Linked DNA regions of Oryctolagus cuniculus: region 2 is linked to region 1. Evidence: chromatin contacts called from public Hi-C data. All regions are on one chromosome and are shown on one strand. Each heading gives the region's core, a stretch centred on a gene start, on an enhancer-like site or on the middle of the called end of the contact. The rest is flanking DNA. Distances are from core to core; before and after follow the strand shown.

Region 1 (4,645 bases), core at 659-3,158:
AGGTTGCACACCTCTATATAGAAGCAAATGTGTAAGTGATCCTTTATTTCTTTGAAGATTCTACCGAGGTTGTAAATCTGATGTGAGCTCCATTTAAAAGTGACAGGAATGCATAGCCCAAGTCTGACATTACACATGAGCAATTCTTGGTTTTTAAACCTCAAGGAAGTATGATTTCATTCTTTAAATACCAGTTTTCAAAAAAGCAATCTCCTCATTTTAAATCAATTCATTATCCACAACGCTTTATTCAAAATATTACTCCCACTGCTGTCTACTCAGCTTTATCCAATGAACCATGAAAAATCCCTCTTCTGCTTAGTTTGGTAGTTTCTGATTATAGACGCCATCATCTAACGCTTTTCCCCATGCACTCTGCAGAGTCTTAAATGACAGAACACAAGAACATTTCCAAAAATATAACACAGCATTTATTGTGTCTGAATTCAGCTCTCCCAGTGCAACCGGGAGTGTGTCTCGAGAAACTTGGTAAGCTTTGAACTTCGTTGGGGCAGAAAAGGCATCGCAGACCGAAATAAAAACCCTACCCATTAAAGCTTTTACACCAAACTGATACATATATCAAGTTCTGCTCTCTGACACATGGGCAGGAGAGCGAAGGCCTGGACAGATGTGTTTTTGTGCTACTATGTTGGTCGACGGCTTTTGCATCTGAGAGACAATTCAGCGAAACAGAAATCCCGGCTGTGTGCGTCTTTTCCGTGGTGCGCAGGTGTGACGGCAGCTCCTTAAAACTGCAGAGTTGCACAGCGTGTGCCCTATATCCGGTAATCCGTCCTGTCTTCCTCTGTCAGTGGACAGCCACGTTACACTCTTGGCCTTGTGTATGTCTTCTTTCCTGGGTCCCTTCTTCTCCTCCCCAGATGATGCCCCAACGCACTCTGCTGTCCATGTTCATTAACACACAGCGGTAGTTAGCAAGTGGGTGCAACCAATGATCTCGCACAAGATTTACATGTGAATGAACTCACTGAGAATGGTCATGAATCGAAGGGTTAAAGAAAGGAAACATATTCTTTGGGACACATAAAGGTGCCATTCAGGAAGAAGAAATTTGTTTGGACTCTGTCCCCCGCAGCCATGGGAACCACCTGTGCAAATACGGGGCTCCGTCAGATGACAAGTGGGTTTTTATGGTACCAGGAAGATTGTCATCTCCATGACAACCTCTCTGGTTCTAAACAGCGAATGTTATTTTTCTGGAGTCAACATCTCAGCCACACCGGTGGACTCAACCCGGGCCTGCCATGCATCTGGCCAGCCTGTCTCGAATCAGCCTTGGTGAACTGCACTACTCCTGCCAAGTCAGAATCGGCTGATGACTGCAGGGCTGACGCACTTTGTAATGACTCCATCTTCTGCGTGCTGCATTTTCAAGAAATGAAGTAATGGTCTGACTCAACAACTCACCAGGAGCTACAAACCACTCTTCCCACTCCGCAGTATACCGCTTCGTCTGACAAAGGCCTTACACCCCCAGGAGTCACTGGGCCAATGCAGATGCATACAAACGGAGCTGTTTTCAAATCATTTAAGAGCGAGTGTAAAATTCAATTTTTCATGATATTAGTTAGCAATGTGATTGATGGACACATGGGCAAATGCACAAAAGGGCTTCCTGGGAAATTCTCTCAAAATTAAGAATGGAAAGAAGCAAAGCAAGCATGTCCTTCTAGGAATGTGCTTGTGATTTGAAAAGGCTACTTCTTGCAGCAACTCCAACAAGTGCTCCCGGCTCTTTGGAAATGATATTCTATCACGTTTTTGATTTAAAGCCAAATCCCATTCCTATTCTAGGATAGCCTGGCACTCCGGGGAGGCGCTTCGGGAATGTAAGAGTATGAGGTTACGGCGCTGAAGGCAGAGGTTTTGTTTTTGCAATTAAGAGCTCAGCTGTCCTCCTGTACACAGGTGCCGCTTTATGTAAGCGGTTTCCTCACACAATCCTTTGGGCACTTTAGATGGGAAGCACCCCTGACACAACCCCTCCAACAACCTGAGTCCCTTGGAGTCTCAGGCTGGGATTCAGAATTCAAGGCGCAGCATTTAGCTCATGCAACTTTCTTCACGATGCTAAGTTTGCTGCGGTAGCAATGGAACCGGACTACAATATACTTGGTAGAAATAATGATGCCAAGAATAAACTCCCAGACAGAAATCACAGAATACCAGTCAACCAAATTAGGAAAAAAAAGATACTGTATTTCACAAGTCAGAAAACCAGGATTTTCAAGCAGCCTATCTTGTGAAAAATGCTAGGAAACATAGTATTCATTATTATTGAATATAAATGTTGTTAAATACCTGTATTAAATAAATGTTATTTCCATGATCAGAAGCTTATTGAGTATCAGAAGGGAATATATTTTCAAACTGTGTAAGTCTATATGTAGTTTTTTTTCCCCAAAGAAACCTTTTATTGAACAAGTACAAGTTTCATAAGTATAACTTTAGGAATATAGTGATTCTTCCTACCATACCCACCCTCCCACCCCGACTCCCACCCCATCTCCTCCTCCCTCTCCCAGTCCCACTCCCATTCTCCATTAAGATTCATTTTCAATTAACTTTATATACAAAAGACCAGCTCTATACTAAATAAAGATTTCAACAATTTGCACACACACACACACACACACACAACTGTTTTACAGTTAATTCTCATAATACAACTCATTGAGGACAGAAGTCCTGCATGGGAAGTAAGTGCACAGTGACTTCTGTTGTTAATTCAACAATCAACATTCTTATATGTGACAGCAGTGACTACCCGAGGCTCTTGACATGAGCTGCCAAAGCTGTGGAAGCCTTTTGAATTCATAATCTCTGTCCATATTTAGACAAGGCCATAAGCAAAGTGGAAGGTCTCTCCTCCCTTCAGAGAAAAGTAGAATGTCTTGAAATATGGTATTGTGATGACTCTTTGTTTTTGTTGTATAAGATTGCTTTAGCTATTTGAGGTCTCCTGTGTTTCTATATGAATTTCAACATCATTTTTTCTAGATCTGAGAAAATGTCTTTGGTATTTTTATTGGTATTACATTGAATCTGTAATCCAAAAATGAACACGGATGATTTTTCCATTTGTTGGTATCTTCTGTTTATTTATTTATTGTTTTATAATTCTCATTGTAGAGATCTTTGATATCCTTGGTTAAGTTTATTCCAAGATATATCATTTTTTTAAGCTATTGTGAATGGGATTGATCTTAGAAGTTCTTTCTCAGCCATAGCATTGTCTGTGTATACAAAGGATGTTGATTTTTGTGTATTGATTTTATATCCTGCTCTTTACCAAACTCTTTATGAGTTCCAATAGTCTCTTGTGGAATCTTTTGGATCCCCTATATATATAATTATGTCATCTGCAAATAGGGATAGTTTGACTTCCTCTTTCCCAATTTGTATCCCTTTGATTTCTTTTTCTTGCCTAAAGGCTCTGGCTGAAATTTCCAGGACTATATTGAACAACAACAGTTAGAGTGGGCATCCTTGTCTGGTTCTGGATCTCAGTGAGAATGTTCCCAACTTTTCCCCATTCAATAGGGACACTGGCCATGGGTTTGTCATAAATTGCCTTGATTGTGTTCATCGTGAAAGGGTGTTGTATTTATATCAAATGTTTTCTCTGCATCTATTGAGACAACCATATGGTTTTTTATTCTTCAATATCTTAATGTGATGTATCACATTTTTTTATTTGCAGATGTTGAAACATCCCTGCATACCAAGGATAAATCCCACTTGGTCCAGGTGAATGATCTTCCTGATATGTTGTTAGATTTCCTTGGCTAGAATTTTGTTGAGGATTTTTGAGTCTGTGTTCATCAGAGAAATTGGTCTGTAATTCTCTTGCTCTGTTGCATCTTTTCCAAGTTTAGGAATTAAGGTGATGCTGGATTCATAGAAAGAATGTGGAAGGATTCCCTCTCTTTCAATTGTTTTGAATAACTTGAGAAGAATTGGAGTTAGTTCTTCTTTAAATGTCTGGTAGAATTCACCAGTGAAGCTGGGCTTCACTGGTCCTGGGCTTTTCTTTGTTGGGAGGGTCTTTATTACTGATTCAATTTCCATCTTGGTAATAGGTCTGTTTAGATTTTCTGTTTTCATGGTTCAATTTAAGTAGGTTTTATGTGTCCAGGAATCTATCCATTTCTTCTAGGTTCCCCAGTTTGTTGGCATACAGCTCTTTGTAGTCATTTTTGATGATTCCTTTTTTATTTCTGTGGTATCTGTTGTTACATTTCCTTTTTCATCTCTAATTTTATTGATTCCAGTCTTTTCCTTTTTTTGGGTTAGTTGGGCCAATGGTATGTCAATTTTGCTTATTTTTTTTAAAACCAGCAATGCCCCTTGCGAGGTAACCAGGGAGCCCTGCTCATGTGGAGCCTTCCACAGTGATTGCCCAAAGTCCTAGCCACATCCTGAGTTCTCTCACACAGCCTCAGTGTTTTCACAGTCCTGGCACACAAGCCTCTCACAGTCATGAGCACCCAGCCCCCTGTTTGTTCTCCCCACCAGAATCAGGAGTCTCTGCTTGGCTCACTGCTGGGCACGGCCACGAGCTGGTGCAGCTGTTACGTATGTCCAAAATGGCATTTGCTCTCTATTGGCTTGTTACAGC
Region 2 (4,645 bases), core at 1,026-3,525, 400 kb before region 1:
TCAGGCCATTGTGGCCATCTGGGGAGTGAACCAGTGGATGGAAGACCTCTCTCTCTCTCTCTGCCTCTCCTTCTCTCTCTGTAACTCTGACTCTCAAGTAAATAAATAAATCTTTAAAAAAAGAAAAAAGAACATTCAGATTAAAAATCCTCTCAAGCCCGCAGTCCTGTATGTTCTTGTGTAAGGATTCCTGCTATTCAGAGAACAATTTGGCCTCATTTAAACTTGCTTAGCCTCTCTGTACCATGTTAGTCCAGGAAAATAGACCTTATTCTCTGAAAGAATTGCAGTCAGCCCCAGCTACCTGTTCCTTCTACAGTGTGCTTTCAGTGTGGTATGTTATTTCTTGCCCCATTTTTAAAAAAAGATTTATTTATTTGAATGGCAGAGTTACAGAGAGGCAGAGGCAGAGAAAGAGAGAGAGGTCTTCTATCCACTGGTTCACTCCCTAAATGGCCACAACAGCTGGAGCTGTACTGATCTCAAGCCAGGAGCCAGGAGCTTCCTCTGGGTCTCCCACGTGGATGCAGGGGCACAAGCACTTGGGCCATCTTCCACTGCTTTCCCAGGCCATAGCAGAGAGTATGATCAGAAATGGAGCAGCTGGGACTTGAACTGGCACCCATTTGGGATGCCAGCACTGCAGGCGTAAATCATCTCCTTATCTTTTAATTTCATTTTTCCACATAGTTTCTGGTGTTGTTAGGAAACTGGTGCAGTTTTAGCGCCGCACGGTGGCCGCATGACCCAGCTACCTGAGCCAGGCTCCACCCCCATCCTAATGGGATTCACTGCTTCTGCTTCCCTGCCTGCCCTCAGGCAAAGTTTTTTTTTAAAAGGACCAGTTCCTGAACACGTGCTCTCTTGGCTCCTCCCTCCTGTTCTCTTGGCTCTTCTCTCCTGCGCTCTCTCCTCTCTCTTGGCTTGTCTCTCTACTCTATCTCCTCTCCTCTGTCTCTCTCTCTCTTATACACTCTTTCTCTCTTTTTCCTTTGCCGCCCCTTCACTCTGGTTTGTTGGGTGTTCCCCAATAAACCCTTTCCCTTACTCCGGTGTTCGGTGTGTTTTGCGACGGCTAACATTAATATATAACAGGTGTCCCCTGATCTCGTGGGACAGAGACAGCTGACACCACTCTGACAGACAGGAATTCATGACTCACAGGATCTGTGGGGCCAAGAGGTTGGCTGCTTTTTGGCGCTAAGTTCAGGGGCAGTTTACAGGAACTGGAATGCAAGTGGTAACGGCTATGAGAATGAAATAGGGTAACGAACATCATGTGCTTAACTGTCACGTCCGCAGTGGGAGTCTTTGACACAGACGGACGGGGGGCTGGAACACAGAAGGTTCCAGCAGCCTCCTCTGCTGCTGGGGGTTGACCTCAGTGGCATTCATGGGACTCTGTACTCAACAATCAGAGAAGATGCGTGCGCGTCCGTACCCAGGAGACAGCTACGAAACTGGAGTGCTACCAAGCTACGGGCAAGCAGCAATGCATCTGAAGTCACTGATACCACAGTTGATACCCATCACTCATCAAATGCGCATTCAGCTTGCTCTGGTCCAGGCACTGCTGGAGGCACCCAGGAGACAGGCAGTCAAGCTCCCAAGAATTTAGTAAATACCTAGCGAGTCAGATGGCAGTTACTGGTAGGGAGGCAGGCAGCTGGGGCTGTGCTGTGAGGGAGCTGCCTGGGGAGTGGAGGAGCCAGGACACCGGGACGCGAACCAGGTCCTCTGACATAGGATGTGGCATTCTACGCAGCAACTTGACTTCTGTGCCAAACACTGGCCTCAGTATCGATTTGGGGGCCGATGTTGTGGTGTATCAGGTTAACCCTTGCCTGAGATGCTGGCATCCCCTATGGGCACCAGTTCAAGTCCCGGCTGCTCCACTTCTGATCCAGCTCCTTGCTAATGTGTCTGGGAAAGCAGCAGAAGTGGTGCTTGGGCCTCTGCACCCACATGGGAGACTGGGAAGAAGCTCCGGGCTCTTGGCTTTGGCCGTTGTAGCCATTTGGGGAGTGACCTGGTGGATGGAAGATCTCTCTTTCTGTCTCTCTTCCTCTCTGTAACTGTTTCAAATAAATACATTTTAAAAAATCTGTAGATTTAGATTAAAAAAAAAATCTGCAGCTCCACCCTTCTGCCTGGAGTCTCGCCTTCCTTTCATTCCCAGCCCCGTGAATTTCCGGCGCCATCACCTCTGCCTGGAGCAGCCCTGGGCAGCTCAGACCCAGCCACATAAACAACCCGAACACGCCCCCTCCGCGCCTTCCCTGCCCTCAGGGCACAGCACGTTTGCTTTGAAATCCACAGCAAAGGCTCCAAGGTGTGGTCCCCAAGGCCCCGTTCTTCTGGTCCCTCCCCTCTCCCCGGGAGCAGGCTGGGAGCAGGTGGGTGGAGAGGAAGCTGGGGTGCTGCAGTTTACGTGACGCCCGCCAGGGGGAGCACGCTGCTTGGCTGAGTGCCTGGACCTCGCGGACCGGCGGGGATGGTCTGGTCTGTTGCTGCCAGCCCCTGTGAGGGCAGAACTGTGCACTGTGCCCCGACGCGGCGAGAGGGGTCTTGCTGGGAATTTGGGGATTCAAGTGGAGGCACGTCCAGTAACGCAGACACTAAGTTCTGTGCGTGATGAATCCCTTGGTCCGTCCGTGGGCCGGGTTTGCTGTCACCTTGGCAGAGCCCTAAGTGGCCGTGGATGGAGGCTGCCCTCCCGCCTGCATGAGTGAGCCAGGGCTTGCCTCGGAGGCCCCGCTACCAGTTAGAAGCAGAACTCCGAGAAGGGCTGCCAAGAAGCGACGATCACATTTTGGTCTGATCATATATTCAATGGCCCAAGGAGACCTGAGCGGGCCTGTTCTGGGTAGAATTGTGGCTCTGAGAGCTTCCACGAAGAGCCAAAGGAGGCAGCGGTGTCTGACGAGGCTGGCCCTGAGCGCCAGCTTCCGGCCTCGTGGGCGCTTTATCAGACTCACTGTTTTTAAAAACTTTTCTTTATTTTCATTTTATTTGCAAGGCAGTGAGACAGACAGAGAGACCAAGATCTCTCATTTGCTGGTTCACTGCCCAAATGCCTGCAACAGTCAGGGCTGGGCCAGGCCCAAGCCAAGAGCCGGGCACACTCCGCCCAGGTGTCCCATGTGGGTGGCAGGGGCCCAAGTCCTTGCTGCTGCCTCCTGGGGTGTGCTGGCTGGCAGGGTTGCTCTCCCACGGGGAGCTGGCTGGCCACCGAGGGAGGGAGACTGGAACCAGGCACTCTGAGATGGGATGCAGGCAACTAACTAGTGTCTGTACCGGCTGTGCAGCAAACCTGCCCCCAGGCTCATTCGAAAAACAAAGAAATTGGGGCCGGTGCTGTGGCCTGAAGCGCCGGCATCCCATATGGGAGCCGGTTCTAGTCCCGGCTGCTCCATTTCCAATCCAGTTCTCTGCTATGGCCTGGGAAAGCAGTGGAGGATGGCCCAAGTGCTTGGGCCCCTGCACCCACGTGGGAGACCCAAAGGAAGCTCCTGGATCCTGGTTTCTGCCTGGTCCAGCCCTGGCTGTTGTGTGGCCATTTTGGGGGAGAACCAGTGGATGGAAGATCTCTCTCTCTCTCGCTCTCTCTCTATTTCTGCCTTTCAAATAAATAAATAAACATTTTTTAAAAAGATTTATTTATTTGAAAGAGTTACACATAGAGGCAGACAGAGAGAGGTCTTCCATCTGCTGGCTCACTCCCCAATTGGCGGCAATGGCCGGAGCTGCTCCAATCTGAAGCCAGGAGCCAGGAGCTTCTTCCAGTTCTCCCACGTGAGTGCAGGGGCCCAAGGACTTGGGCCATCCTCCACTGCTTTCCCAGGCCATAGCAGAGAGCTGGATTGCAAGTGGAGCAGCTGGGACTCGAACCAGTGCTCATATGGGATGCTGGAATTGCAGACAGCGGCTTTACCTGCTACACCACAGCGCCGGCCCCTAAATAAATAAATAAATCTTTAAGGACAAAAAAACCAGGCACTGGTTTAGAAGAGCTGTGGTTGCAGGGTGGGCATTTTGGAGCCGGGTCTGTGGGACTCCATTGCTTCCCTTACTGGACAGGGGCTGTGTGCCCAGGGTTCCAGGTGACGGGGTTATGATTCAGAACGAGGAAGATGACATCCCTGTCCTCAGAGACCTCACCGGGAAACCGAATACAAACCAAGGCGCAAGTGAGGGCTGTGCAAAACACACGATCCAGGAGTTTTGACGGACAGCCTGGGGGCAGGCATCCAGGGAAGACGAAATCTTTACAAGGGGTGTCTGGTGAGGGTACCAGGGACGCCGTGCAGTTGAACGAGACCTGAGAATGAGGAGTTTCCATCCACAAAAGACGAGAGGAAGAGCACTCTGGGCAGATGGTGTGGTCTGTGCAAAGGCCCTGAGGCAGAGCAGTGTGGGCAAGGCAGACAGGAGGAAGCAGGCTGGGGAGTTGAAGGTGGGGGGCTGGCTGGACCTCAAGGACCCATGGGCTTCCTCAGACATACGCACTGCTGTCAGACGCAAGACGGGCCCGGGGCTGGTGTCCAGCTCATTTCACTTTTTTTTTTTTTTTTTAATAAACATTTAATTCATCCTTGCTGGCCAGCCTGATTCCCAAAGGAAGCCCAGCTGCCAATTCCCTCTT

What was found. Hi-C and Micro-C count contacts between places; a contact is called where the count stands out from the background.
Region 2: a contact with region 1 is called in a Hi-C map of psoas muscle, with 16 times the contacts expected there. The contact joins two enhancer-like sites. A contact is called at or near these places in 3 of 6 Hi-C or Micro-C datasets (ear pinna, psoas muscle and an unstated tissue).

Annotation. Positions count from the first base shown.
Region 1 is chr10:75,767,199-75,771,843 of mOryCun1.1, reverse strand. All of the region lies in intron 3 of PDZRN3 (PDZ domain containing ring finger 3), which reads right to left. Among named protein-coding and RNA genes, the nearest start is that of PDZRN3, 130 kb to the right of the region's middle. Within about 2 kb of position 1,908, at least 1 of the 8 cell types and tissues checked has an H3K27ac peak or open chromatin away from gene starts, as enhancers often do.
Region 2 is chr10:76,164,756-76,169,400 of mOryCun1.1, reverse strand. No RefSeq gene overlaps it. Among named protein-coding and RNA genes, the nearest start is that of PPP4R2, 81 kb to the left of the region's middle. Within about 2 kb of position 2,275, at least 1 of the 8 cell types and tissues checked has an H3K27ac peak or open chromatin away from gene starts, as enhancers often do.